Linked DNA regions of Mus musculus: region 1 is linked to region 2. A link is a contact called in public Hi-C data. All regions are on one chromosome and are shown on one strand. Each heading gives the region's core, a stretch centred on a gene start, on an enhancer-like site or on the middle of the called end of the contact. The rest is flanking DNA. Distances are from core to core; before and after follow the strand shown. Region 1 overlaps Fbn1 (fibrillin 1). Region 2 overlaps Fbn1 (fibrillin 1).

Region 1 (5,635 bases), core at 1,176-3,675, 99 kb after region 2:
CCACTTCTAGTCTCAGAAACAGAACACAATTGCTAACTGTTGGCCTTCAGTCAAACACCCCAGTTTCCACTGACCTAGGAAACTTGCTGTATGTAATCCTGCATCCAGTTTCAAAGTGTTTCTGTCCAGTCTCTACACTGCCCTGTGTCTTCTGTATGCTGCTTCCTCTGTGTGACTTTGCAAACCAAGACTCAGGCTATGGATGTAGATAACCCCACAGGCAGGAAGTGTGTCTTGGTGGACACCCCAAATAAAGCATGGGAAAAAAGAAACCAGATATACATTAGGCCATTCCAGTGAGTCAAGACTGTGCCAAAAGCCACACACCCGAATTTGAGTTTCTTCTTAAAGCCAGATCTTCTTGTGACCAAATATTTCTCAGGGGAAGAACACTGGCAGCATATTAATCCATGTCACTTTAGGCTACCCAAAGGAACACACTGAATGCCTGTCATTCTTAACCCCCCTCTTTGCAGCCACAGATTAGCTACACTGACTATTCTGTTATATGGAATTAAACTAAGGCAACGTCATAATCATGCACAGTGACTGGAAAGTTATGCTCCGTACGGCAGGCCAAACGCTTGCTGTGATTTTGTGCTGTTACCTTGGTAACTGAGGAAGCTAATCACTGAACATCTCCACAGCCATGTGGCCACTCACGTTCTCCACTTTGAGCCACAGGTGGGGACAGGACAGATGAGTGCTTTCAGCACTCATTGAATGTCTTTTAGATTAAAGGCATTCTCTAGTTCTGTGACATGGCAGTCCCAAAGCTTGTTCCCACAGAGACTTTCTACTTCAAATTCCCAGTTGTTTGCATGATAAAGAGAACTCCATGCCTCCTGAGAAACAAGCCAGACTGATCCCAAGAGACAACTGATTCTCAACCTTTCCCTGGCTCCTAGCTTCCATGACCGACCCTCAAAAGAGGCCAGAGAAAAGGCTCGGCGGTGGAAGCATTAGCTGTCATGCCTGATGACCTGACATCCGAGAACCCACATAGTGAAGGAGAGACCCAGCTCCTGAAAACACACACACACAAAGAGAGAGAGAGAGATTTCAAGCTCCTTCGGGACCTCTTCTCTTCCTATTTAAGCCAAAGCTCAATTTCCATGAGGCCTCAAACCCCTCATATTTCAATAAAAATTTTATTCATCACAGCCTCAGCCAAAGACTGCCAATCATACAATAGCGTTTTATAATTAAAGACAATCTCTCCCAATAAACTCAATCCAAAAGATTTTCTTGGTCATATAAAATTGAGATCTTAAAAAGACTGATCAAAAGACTAAGGGACACAGGACAGAAATTACAAAATGTCAATCCAAAATTAAAGAGGTGTATGGACCGAGAGGAAGAAATAAAGACGCTTAATATCAGAGGGTCCATTAAAAATAGCCAATGAGCCGGGCAGTGGTGGCGCAAGCCTTTAATCCCAGCACTTGGGAGGCAGAGACAGGCAGAGTTCTGAGTTCGGGGCCAGCCTGGTCTACAGAGTGAGTTCCAGGACAGCCAGGGCTCCACAGAGAAACCCTGTCTCAAAAACAAAACAACAACAACAACAACAACAAAACAAAAAACCAAAAAACATAAACAAAAATAGCCAATGATTGAGAGTGGCAGCCATGGGTGCCACAGGTTGGGGGCACATCCACATGACACCTGAGCTGTTGTGGAAGCCATGGACCTCATTTTTAGGCCCCCACTTTGGTGTTGGCTACTAGGGTTCCCTCCAGCCCCAGTTTTCCTGGCTATAAAATAATCCTGCCTCCCAAGGCGGAGTGAGCTAGGGATGTCTATGTGTATCCTACAGGTCTAGGCTTCATGGCATAGGAGAGAGCACTTTTCACAGAATTCACTGGTTGCGTTTGACACTGTTCATAGTTTTAAAAGTTAGAGGATTTTCAACATATATATGGAAGTGCCATTGTTTTGTATACTAACCTAAAACCCAAAGCAACCCTGCCTACAGGGGTCAGGGGGTAGATCAATCATTTCTTAAGTGACTCAAAAGAATTGTGATAAATGCTTACTGAGTTACTGAATGCTAGACATTGGTTATAAGGTGGTGAACAAGATGAGTGACCACCTGCCCCCCCCCCCATGGAATAGAACCATGCTAACAAACCAGCAAACCCCTACTTGATTCTTTTTTTTTTTTTTTTTTTTTTTGGTTGTTTCGAGACAGGGTTTCTCTGTGGAGCTTTGGCTGCCCTGGAACTCACTCTGTAGACCAGGCTGGCCTTGAACTAAGAAATCTGCCTGCCTCTGCCTCCCAAGTGCTGGGATTAAAGGTGTGCACCACCACGGCCCGGCCCCTACTTCATTCTTATATAAACTGCTCCATGCAGCCTACTCTTGTACACAGTGATGTCACTATCTACTGTTTCGTTTTCAATATCTTTTAGACCCAGTAAGAACTTACCCTTCTGAAGCCCACAAAACCATACGTGGCATTCTAAAACAGGACATGACCAAACAGTATGTTGCTAGGTGGCTGTTGTTATTTCTGACAGAAACTATTACAAATGTATCTAGTGACTGAGGAGGTGGCCATGACTTGTCCAAATAGCGACTGATTTATGGAGGGCAGAACTGCAATTAGGACATCCAAAGGCGTTCCCAGGGGATAAGTCTGCAGACATCCACTCAAAAGCATGCATTGTCTCATAATGCGTAGTGTTTCAACAATTCACGTTCATGGTGTCCTTGTTTCTAGGTCACCCAGATTCCAACTCAATGATGATTCCAGGGAAAAACTAGGGGCTCAGAGCTGCATGAGCACAGGAATTAGAGAAAGAAAGCAATGTACATGATAAAATTATCAAGATCCCTCTGTCTTCAAAGAAAACCACAAAGAACCCTCTCATCTTAACAGAGTCAGTATTTCAGGGCTCATTGGGGGCATTTTATGTATCAATCTGAGACTTGGTCTATTAATGTAATGAAGAAAAATCTATTATATGAGGCTCCTCAGTATGTCCAGAAGAGGTGCTATGATACCAGCACAGTTTAGGAGCTGGGGCAATTGTATTACATCTGCTACTTCAGACATGCGCTCTCTCACCAATACACAGTAGTAACTTTATATCTCCTCTCCACTTATAGCAATTTCCTTTCAGGTTAGGATGCCTAAAATGATCTATTTATATTTGTAATTGTATGAAAATGTGTAGGTGTGTGCATGTGAGAGGTCTATGCATGTGAGTGCAGGTTTCTCGGGAGGCCAAAGGTGCTGACTCCCTTGGAGGCTGTGAGTCGCTGCCTGACGTGGATGTTGGTACTAGAACTGGGGTCTTCTGAAAAGAGACGTGTGCTCTCTTAACCACTGAGTCATCTCTCCAGCGCTAAGATGCCTTCTTGTTCAGGCTGAGCTTCATAGACCTTAACACTAATAAAGATGCTTTGAAAGCTGTAGGTTTAAACTACTCCAATATTTTGGTTTTCAAAGCTTGCGTCTTCCAGAACCAACATTTTTATTGCTTTGAAATAAAAGAAGAGTGGCTTGTGGTGCTACACCTGGAGGCCTTTTTTGACTCCAACCTGACGATGCTGTCTGTAGACTCAAGTTATCAGAGCCACTGTAAAATTAAGTATGAATTCGGGCAGCTGCTCCTACCGTTCTGCCAGCCATCAGTATCTAACCCGTCTCACTGATTTTTAGAATGCCACACTACTGAGGGTCACACAGCTGTTGTTTGAGTGCGAAGCTTCTCCTGTAATCTCCACCTGTGTGAACTTGGTCCCCAGTTTTTGGTGGGACGTTTTAGGAGGGTTGTGGAACCCTTAGGAGTCGGAGCCTCTCTGGAGGAAGTGAGTCACTTGTGGTGGGACTTGGGGGGGGGGGGGGTAGCAGTGCTTCCAGGCAGCTCTCTGCTACATGACTGTAGATACCATGTGACTAGCCACTTCCGACCCCTCCTGCCATGCTGTCTCTGCCAGGACAGACTGTATCCTTTCTTAAACCACGAGCCAACATTTGTGTCAGATATTTTATAACAGCCATGAGAATAATAAGGAATAAAAACACACCCCTAAAGTACCTCTTTTATCTTGCTGCTGGGTTTTTGTGAAGGGGCAGGTTCACACTTCATTTGGTTGTATGTGTCCATAAAAGTAGTAAAACCTTCCATAAACTTTATCTAGGGTGGACAGTGAGCGCTTCTCACAGCCTCGATCGGCATTATATATTATCAAGGATGTGGCCGACCTCTGCTTCCTCATTATTTTTTGCACGTTGCCCTCCTGTGGTGTCAGTCTGTGGTACAACTGCATGCAATAGCTGGGCGTGTGTTAAGGAAATGCATATGGCTGATAATATATTCGAGAGGAAAGCTGGTTGCATCTGAATCGATCCGAAAACTTCTAAATGGAGAGTGGGGGATGCGGGGGGGGGGGGTGTTGGTGATCACAGTAGAGCCTCTAAAGGAGAGGTCTGATTTTATTGGTATGGTAACTTTCATGACATCATTTATGAAGAAGCTACATCTGGCAAAGAGTGAGGACGCCAGTCACCAGCAATGCATGATTGAGTCCTGGGTTCAGTGCTTCCACTGTACCTTCTCAACACTTTCACCAGGCACAGGCCTTCATCACATCCATTGTACAGATCAGAGAAGTAAAACGAAAGCAGTTAGTTGCCTACGGCCCCATGGCCAGCAAATGGAAGGATTTCTCTCCAGAACCTGTGCCCTTAGTATATTCCCAAGAATTCCGGGAATGGCAAAGCAGTTAAGAAAAATGATATCTCCTAGACAGGAATTTTTTTAAGTAACATTAAAATGATAGTCATATAATATTAAAATGAAATAGGGGCTCCTTTGGGGTGGAAGTTAGTCTGGAAATGATTTTCCTATTAATTCCTCTAATTCATAAAAGATAAAGAAAAACAACCCATAAGCCACAAGGAGCCCACAGTGAGGGACCCACGATGGGGCTGTGGATGTCTTCAACCAGCTGTCTTCTATGGGTTTTGTGAGAACTTGTCCCACTTGGTAAGTGGAAACATGACAGGAAGAATGTGGTTCTAAATGAAGGCTGACAAGCGCCGAGCTACTCCAGGTTATGAGCTCTAAAAAATAATCAAGAATTTTCTATGCTGTTTAAAGGCTGTCTTCCTCAAGGAAGACAGGTCAATTCTACTGCATACTGTTTCCAGTGCCAGCCCCGAATCATTAAGATGTTCCGTGTGCCTTGGATTTTATTCTTCCCATGCTAGAGAAAGGTGCAAAATACTGTCCTCTTCTCAAGTGAAGTTTATAAGTCATATAAGGAAAGACTGGATCGAAACTGCTGAGGGGACCTTGTGTTGCTTTGCTCTAAAGTTCATGAGACTGATTTAGAGAGACCAGGATCTCTGAGACAGCGCAAGCATCCCAGGGTGACTTGACGGAAAGCCCAGCTCCTCAAAAGCAAGCCCGAGCTTATAAAAAACACTTTCCCTTTGGATAAACATGGGCCTGACTTGCAAGCCTTCACTTATAGCCTGGCTCAGTGTCCTGCAACAATGAAGGTCAAAGGGGCCTCCGTGGGGACAGTAGCCAGGGAACAGCTCACCAGAAAGAAACAGACACAGCCCTATTTTATGAATTGAGACCCTAAACCAGTGGTTCTCAACCTCCCTAGTGCTGCA
Region 2 (5,620 bases), core at 445-2,944:
TCTCTTTATTAGCATATATTCACTGTATAAAATGGATCTGGTTATAGTTTCATACATGTATATCATGTCCTTGGACCATATTCAACCCCTAATTATCTCCTTTTTTTCTCCTTTGTCTAGTTGTCTAGTGGTCAAAGATACCACTATTTTCATATGCCTTTACCTTTTCCCTTAATCTTGCATTTAAGATGAGTACTTCTTTTGATAGAGGAATCTCCTTTAGTCACTATTACTAAGATTTAATATAAAATTAAAATCCAAGAAAATATTTTAAATTTTGCCCTGTTTTCAAGGTGAAAGAAATTCTAGTTGCAAGAGGGTGTGTGTTGTGAGCTTTGGGAGACCTGAGAACAGTGATTCAAGGGTCATAGTCAAGTCTCACGTTGTCAATACAATGGAGCATATTAGCTAGCTTCTGTTTTCAGTGAGTAAGACGCAGGTGAGAAAGAGAGCGGGTGATACAGTGCAAACACATTTCGGAGTTAACAGCGTCAGCGTGAGTATGGATGCACGTATGCGTGTGCACGCACACACACACACACACACACACACACACACACACACACACACACACAGACTCAGGCATACAACTCTTGCTAATTAACTGTTTCCATGGCAGACTTGGGCACGTGGAGGGGAAACTGAGCCATAAGGAAAACAAGCAAACAAAAGCACAGCACTGAAACGCTCTTCAATAGCATGAGGGAAACAGCACAGGTCTGCCAAGAACGTCTCTTTCTGTACAAATGTTCCCTTTTCTCCACAAGTTTGCTCCAGACAGAAAATTCATTTTTCAGAATAAGTGGAAGCCAAGCAAAGCAAAGAAATTCAAATTCAGGCTGACACTGCAACCTTCTTAACCCCACAGGTCCTCTGTCACAAAGGCTCACACAGGTCCTCTGGACATGGCCCCCCTGAAGGGTCAGGGTGAGCGGCAAGCAGACTCCGTGGCAGGACTTCGCCTACGCGCACAAATCTGCCACACAGGTCCGAGATGCATATTGAACTTCTGTAGCCTCCACAGCCACCATACAGAGAGAGAGCTTGCCACCTACAAACGCCTGTCTTTCTGCCCCTAGATAGCATCCGCCCCATGGATCCTGAGCCCGTGTGCTGGCACATAAGCAATCTCTAGAATTAGGGGCTGAGGAAGAGGGCATGACAGCTTAAATGCAAGTGCTACTTGGATTTCTTAATTTAGGTCAAAATTTGAGCCAAGACTATTAACCGAAGAGAACACCCATGGAGTTTCCACAGGCTGACAGCCAGAGCAGGAAAATTAGTGGTGATAAGAAAAGCAGGAGGAACTGCCCGGCTGCGGCATGGAATAGTAGGACTCTGAGACCAGCCAGAAACAGTTCTCATGTGAAAGGAAATCTTGCTTTTTTCAACAATTCTGATTTTTATCCACTGGTTATGTGATCATGTGATGCCAGGTAGGTTCTAAAAATTAGCTTGTGAAAGTGAAGACCCACTTGGGTGGCACCCGGCAATGACTTTATCTTCTTCCCATTACAGTTACTTAGAATGAGCAGCAGAGGTCACAGGAAAGCTGTGACCCCACCCACTTAAGCCAAAGACAGAGGATCCGCGTCCTAGGTTCCAAGCAAACACACATTCTCTCTCCATTAAATCAGACATTCCCTTCAGCAGTATCCACAGTTTGGACAAAGCTTAACAAGAAAAAAAAAATGAAATGCTTAGCATCTGTGTGGGCTGGGAATGCGAGTCAGTGGGTGGATTCTTAACGCTGCTGATGTGATTGGGAGAAGAAAACATGTTTATTTGTTAAAATGGAAACAATCAGTAATGACAAGGGAGCTGAAATATTTAGACAGAGCTGTAATAGAGCCCAGAGGGTGATTTTAGTTCTCATGAAACAAAGTCCCTCCTTAGGAAACAGCATATGTGTTCTTAATAATTGCTTCCCAGGGTACTCATTTAAAAATCTATCCAAATAAGCAGGGTGTGCATGTATGTGGTGTGTGTGCATGCGGGTGTGTACATGTATGTGTGTGTGTGTATGTGGTATGTATATGCATGTGTAAGTGTGTGCGTACATGTGTGAGCATGTGTGTGTATGTGGTGTGTGTGCATGTATGTGATGTGTGTGTGAGCATGTGTGAGTGTGTGTGCGTGTGAGTGTATGAGTGTGTGTGTGAGAGTGTGTGTGCTATGACACAGTTGCGACATTTCTTTTTGCTGTTACTTGTAGTGTGTCTTGCTTATCCACTTAGGCAAGATAAGTATCTCAGTTTACACTAGTTGTCTGGGACATTATAAACACTCCTCCTTAACGGGACCATCACCAAGGTGACCTGACGGTGCTCGAAGCTATGAGTAATACTGACTTGAAACCAGTCTGAAAGAGACCTAGTTACATGAAATAAAAAGACATTTTGGCTGATTTTTAAAAATGTGTTTTCAAGTGTGTGAGGCTTGCCAGTTCCTGTCTGTGTAAGTCATTTCCGGTCCAGTGTGATACCTTTGGCTGCTACTAACAGGGTTATTCCCAGGGGATCTTTTCTTCTCACCCTAATGCAGCCCCTCCTCCCATAGGTTACTGCAGAGTTCTTTGCCCAAGGGGGTTGTCTGGTTAAAGTCAGATGACTCTGATTTGTTTATGATCACAGACCAGTGGGAGAACCCAGAACACAATCGAGGAGTCTTCTCTTCCAGACATGAATATCATAAACTATTCTACTGTGATATTGCTCACAAAATGTGGGGCATCTTCCTACAGTGCTGGCTGGATATTGTCAAACTGAAAAGTAATTTTAAACTGCAGTTGAAAAAAATAGGAAGGTATTGGCCCTTCTGAAAACAAAACAAAACAAAACAAAAACAAAACAAAACAAAACAAAACAAAACAGAGTTTCTCTGGGTATACTTCTGTTCATTGGGCTTACTAATAGGTGACTTCTGTGCTGTCACATTGGCACTGACTCAGCCAGCCCACAATGAGTATGTCCTGTCCCCCCAGTCTTTGCATCTCTGCAGATTCAATTATAAAAAATTTCCCTTTAAAGATGGATTTCCACGCATGTGTGGCAAACAGTTATATTGAGGTCTCAGTAGACTTCACGTTGCCTCTAGGCATGTTATCTGAAATAGCAGTAAGCTCCTGTACATCATATCTATCATATCTACCTGTAATGACACAACAATAGCATAGACATAACCTGTCGTCATGGTGAAAGACCTAAAATAACCAGCTGCATGTTCACCAGTTAAATGGACTTTGGAAAGTGGAGCTCTACAGACTCTGCCTCCAGCCAATGAAGACTCTCCCAGAGACTCTGTCTCTTCATGATCATCACAGCCCTCTGAACTTCAGTGAGCTTTGTTGTTTTGTTTTATTTTATTCATTACAATGCAGCAGAGTTAGTCTACCCTCCTCTTCACGAGGCCAGACCACCATCCCTTAGCAAGCCTTATACTGACACTGGAAGCTGATGATAAGTGTTGAACCTGAGAGTCATTTGTACCTCAGCATCTATGTGGATGAGCTCCTGTTTACCAGAAGGGACCCCTAGCCAGGATTTCTGTGAGAAGCAACAAGGGAGCATAAAAGAATTTCAGTATTATGCCTCATTCAATGGCTTGGACATCCTGTCATTTTTGAATCACCAATAACATTACTGCCATGTATTAGTAAGTTTGATAATTAACACAGTCACTTTATAACTCATAAATATATTTTGATGCTTTCTTGAAATACACTGATACAATTAAGAGGGGGAGCCATACATTATCAAGTTGCCACTATGACAGTTTTAATGTTTAAGTCACAGGGCCTTGCCAAGCAACTTTTGGAATTCAAACCTAACCTATTACTTTTTCAATGTTTTTAAAGTAAAGTTGCCATTCAAGGTCACCATGATGTTTTAAATTATGTCATATGCCACAATCTGTATCTTTAATATAAGTTATTATAGTAAAATGTTACTGTCTACCATTGCATGTGTTTAATTTCATTATTTCATGTTTGAAGACTACATCTAAATACTTATGAAACAACGTCATGGCACAGAGTGGCTTCTTCCACTTGGTATTTAATATGATAGCCTGAAAATGTTGCGTAAGGGTTACTTAAGTGCTATTGATAACAAATAAGAAAACTGTGAATAGTTCAATTTCTTTATGCCATTAGCTAAGTCACATGGATAAAGACTTGTTTAGGCTAAAAAGTTAGTGTATCCAAAGCACTCTAACTTGAGGACTGGTAAGGACGGATAAAATCCAGGGCGTTTACTTGAAAAGTAATCTTAGTTGCAAAATGAAGTGTTGGCAAAAGAAGGTTGCTCTGACAAAGGGTTATGAATCTTCAGGAACCAGCATGCTCACTAATGTGATCCGAAAGCATGATTCTTAACCTATAAAGATTACGCCATTCATCATGTTCACTTATCCAACACAGTGCACAGTTATTTTCACAGATAGAAGAATAGGCTTTGCTTATGTTGGTTTTAATAAAGCATGGAAAGTTTCAAAGGGATAGAGGCTAAATTGAGGAAATATGGCACATGAAATAGCCACAATACAGTTAAAAATGTAAGTTTAAAAAGGTGTTAAATTACAATTATTAGGGCAGTTTCTTAGTTACTTGGCATGTTTTCGATCAGTATGAAACAGAAAGAATACCTGTACAGCCCGTTTTTCCTTTCTTCCCTGAATATCCCATATCACAGTGGCAGATGAACGAGCCTTTAGTATTTTCACAGGTCCCACTAAGGCAGATGTTTGGATTCAGGTCACACTCATTGACATCTGTAAGATAGAGATACAATTCATATGTCCAAGTTTCTGTTGTAATGGATATTTTCTCCCTGAGAAAAAGAACTATGATAAAAACTAAGAAAAGGTAAGACACTTTCACTAAAAAATAATATTGGAAAGTAAACATTATAAAATATTATATTTAGATGCTTTCTCTCAGAAAAAAAATATAAGGGACTCCATTCATACTGGCATGTCTTAGTGCTGACTACTCGTGTGAGCTGCCTGTTACTCGGGTGGTGAGTAAACTCACTAACTCTTGCTGAATAGAAGCTCATTTATGGGGTGGTTTCTCTAGGAGACATCATTCTCTGTGGGAAGATAACTGTGAGTCTGACTGTGTGATGCCTACAATTTATTGGAAGAGAAGGATCAGTGGTTAAGAGCATTGGCTGTTCAATTCTCAGTACACGCATGGCCACTCACAATTGTCTGTAACTCCAATCCTAAGTGACTTGATGTCCCCTCCTGGCCTCCACTGGCACTAGTCATGCATGAGGTGCCCAGGCATACTTGTAGGCAAACATCTGCCCATATAATAGATGTGCTCATAACCCACCCTAGGCTCTTATTTCTGGCCAAGAGGGAATGTCCTTCTCACCAGAAATAAACTGAAAGGACTTTGGAAGAGATCACTGCATAGAACCAGATGACATCACTGGCCTGGGTAAGTCATGAGAGGAAGGCTTCTGCAGATATTCAGAGCAGTGGTGAGCTTGCTCATGCACAGAAACAAACTACCCAGGCCTGGGGACGCGCTGTCCAGTGCAGCACTCCTCCACATTCACAGAAGACTAACAGTGGTACCCTTTCCCCACAGCTGAACTAGAAAGCCTTATAC

What was found. A called contact is a pair of places that touch in the nucleus more often than the background predicts.
Region 1: a contact with region 2 is called in a Hi-C map of Sertoli cells, with 2.1 times the contacts expected there. The contact joins two enhancer-like sites. A contact is called at or near these places in 4 of 484 Hi-C or Micro-C datasets (Sertoli cells, liver, nephron progenitors and 1 more) and 1 of 115 datasets of contacts at active chromatin or transcription factors (acute myeloid leukemia).

Annotation. Positions count from the first base shown.
Region 1 is chr2:125,452,361-125,457,995 of GRCm38.p6, forward strand. The region is part of intron 6 of Fbn1 (fibrillin 1); the gene reads right to left. Among named protein-coding and RNA genes, the nearest start is that of Fbn1, 51 kb to the right of the region's middle. Within about 2 kb of position 2,426, at least 7 of the 459 cell types and tissues checked have an H3K27ac peak or open chromatin away from gene starts, as enhancers often do. A contact at or near this core is called in Sertoli cells, where this site is marked.
Region 2 is chr2:125,354,162-125,359,781 of GRCm38.p6, forward strand. Fbn1 (fibrillin 1) reads right to left here. Exons shown (of 66, transcript NM_007993.2): 32 at 4,645-4,770. Among named protein-coding and RNA genes, the nearest start is that of Dut, 110 kb to the left of the region's middle. Within about 2 kb of position 1,695, at least 60 of the 459 cell types and tissues checked have an H3K27ac peak or open chromatin away from gene starts, as enhancers often do. A contact at or near this core is called in Sertoli cells, where this site is marked.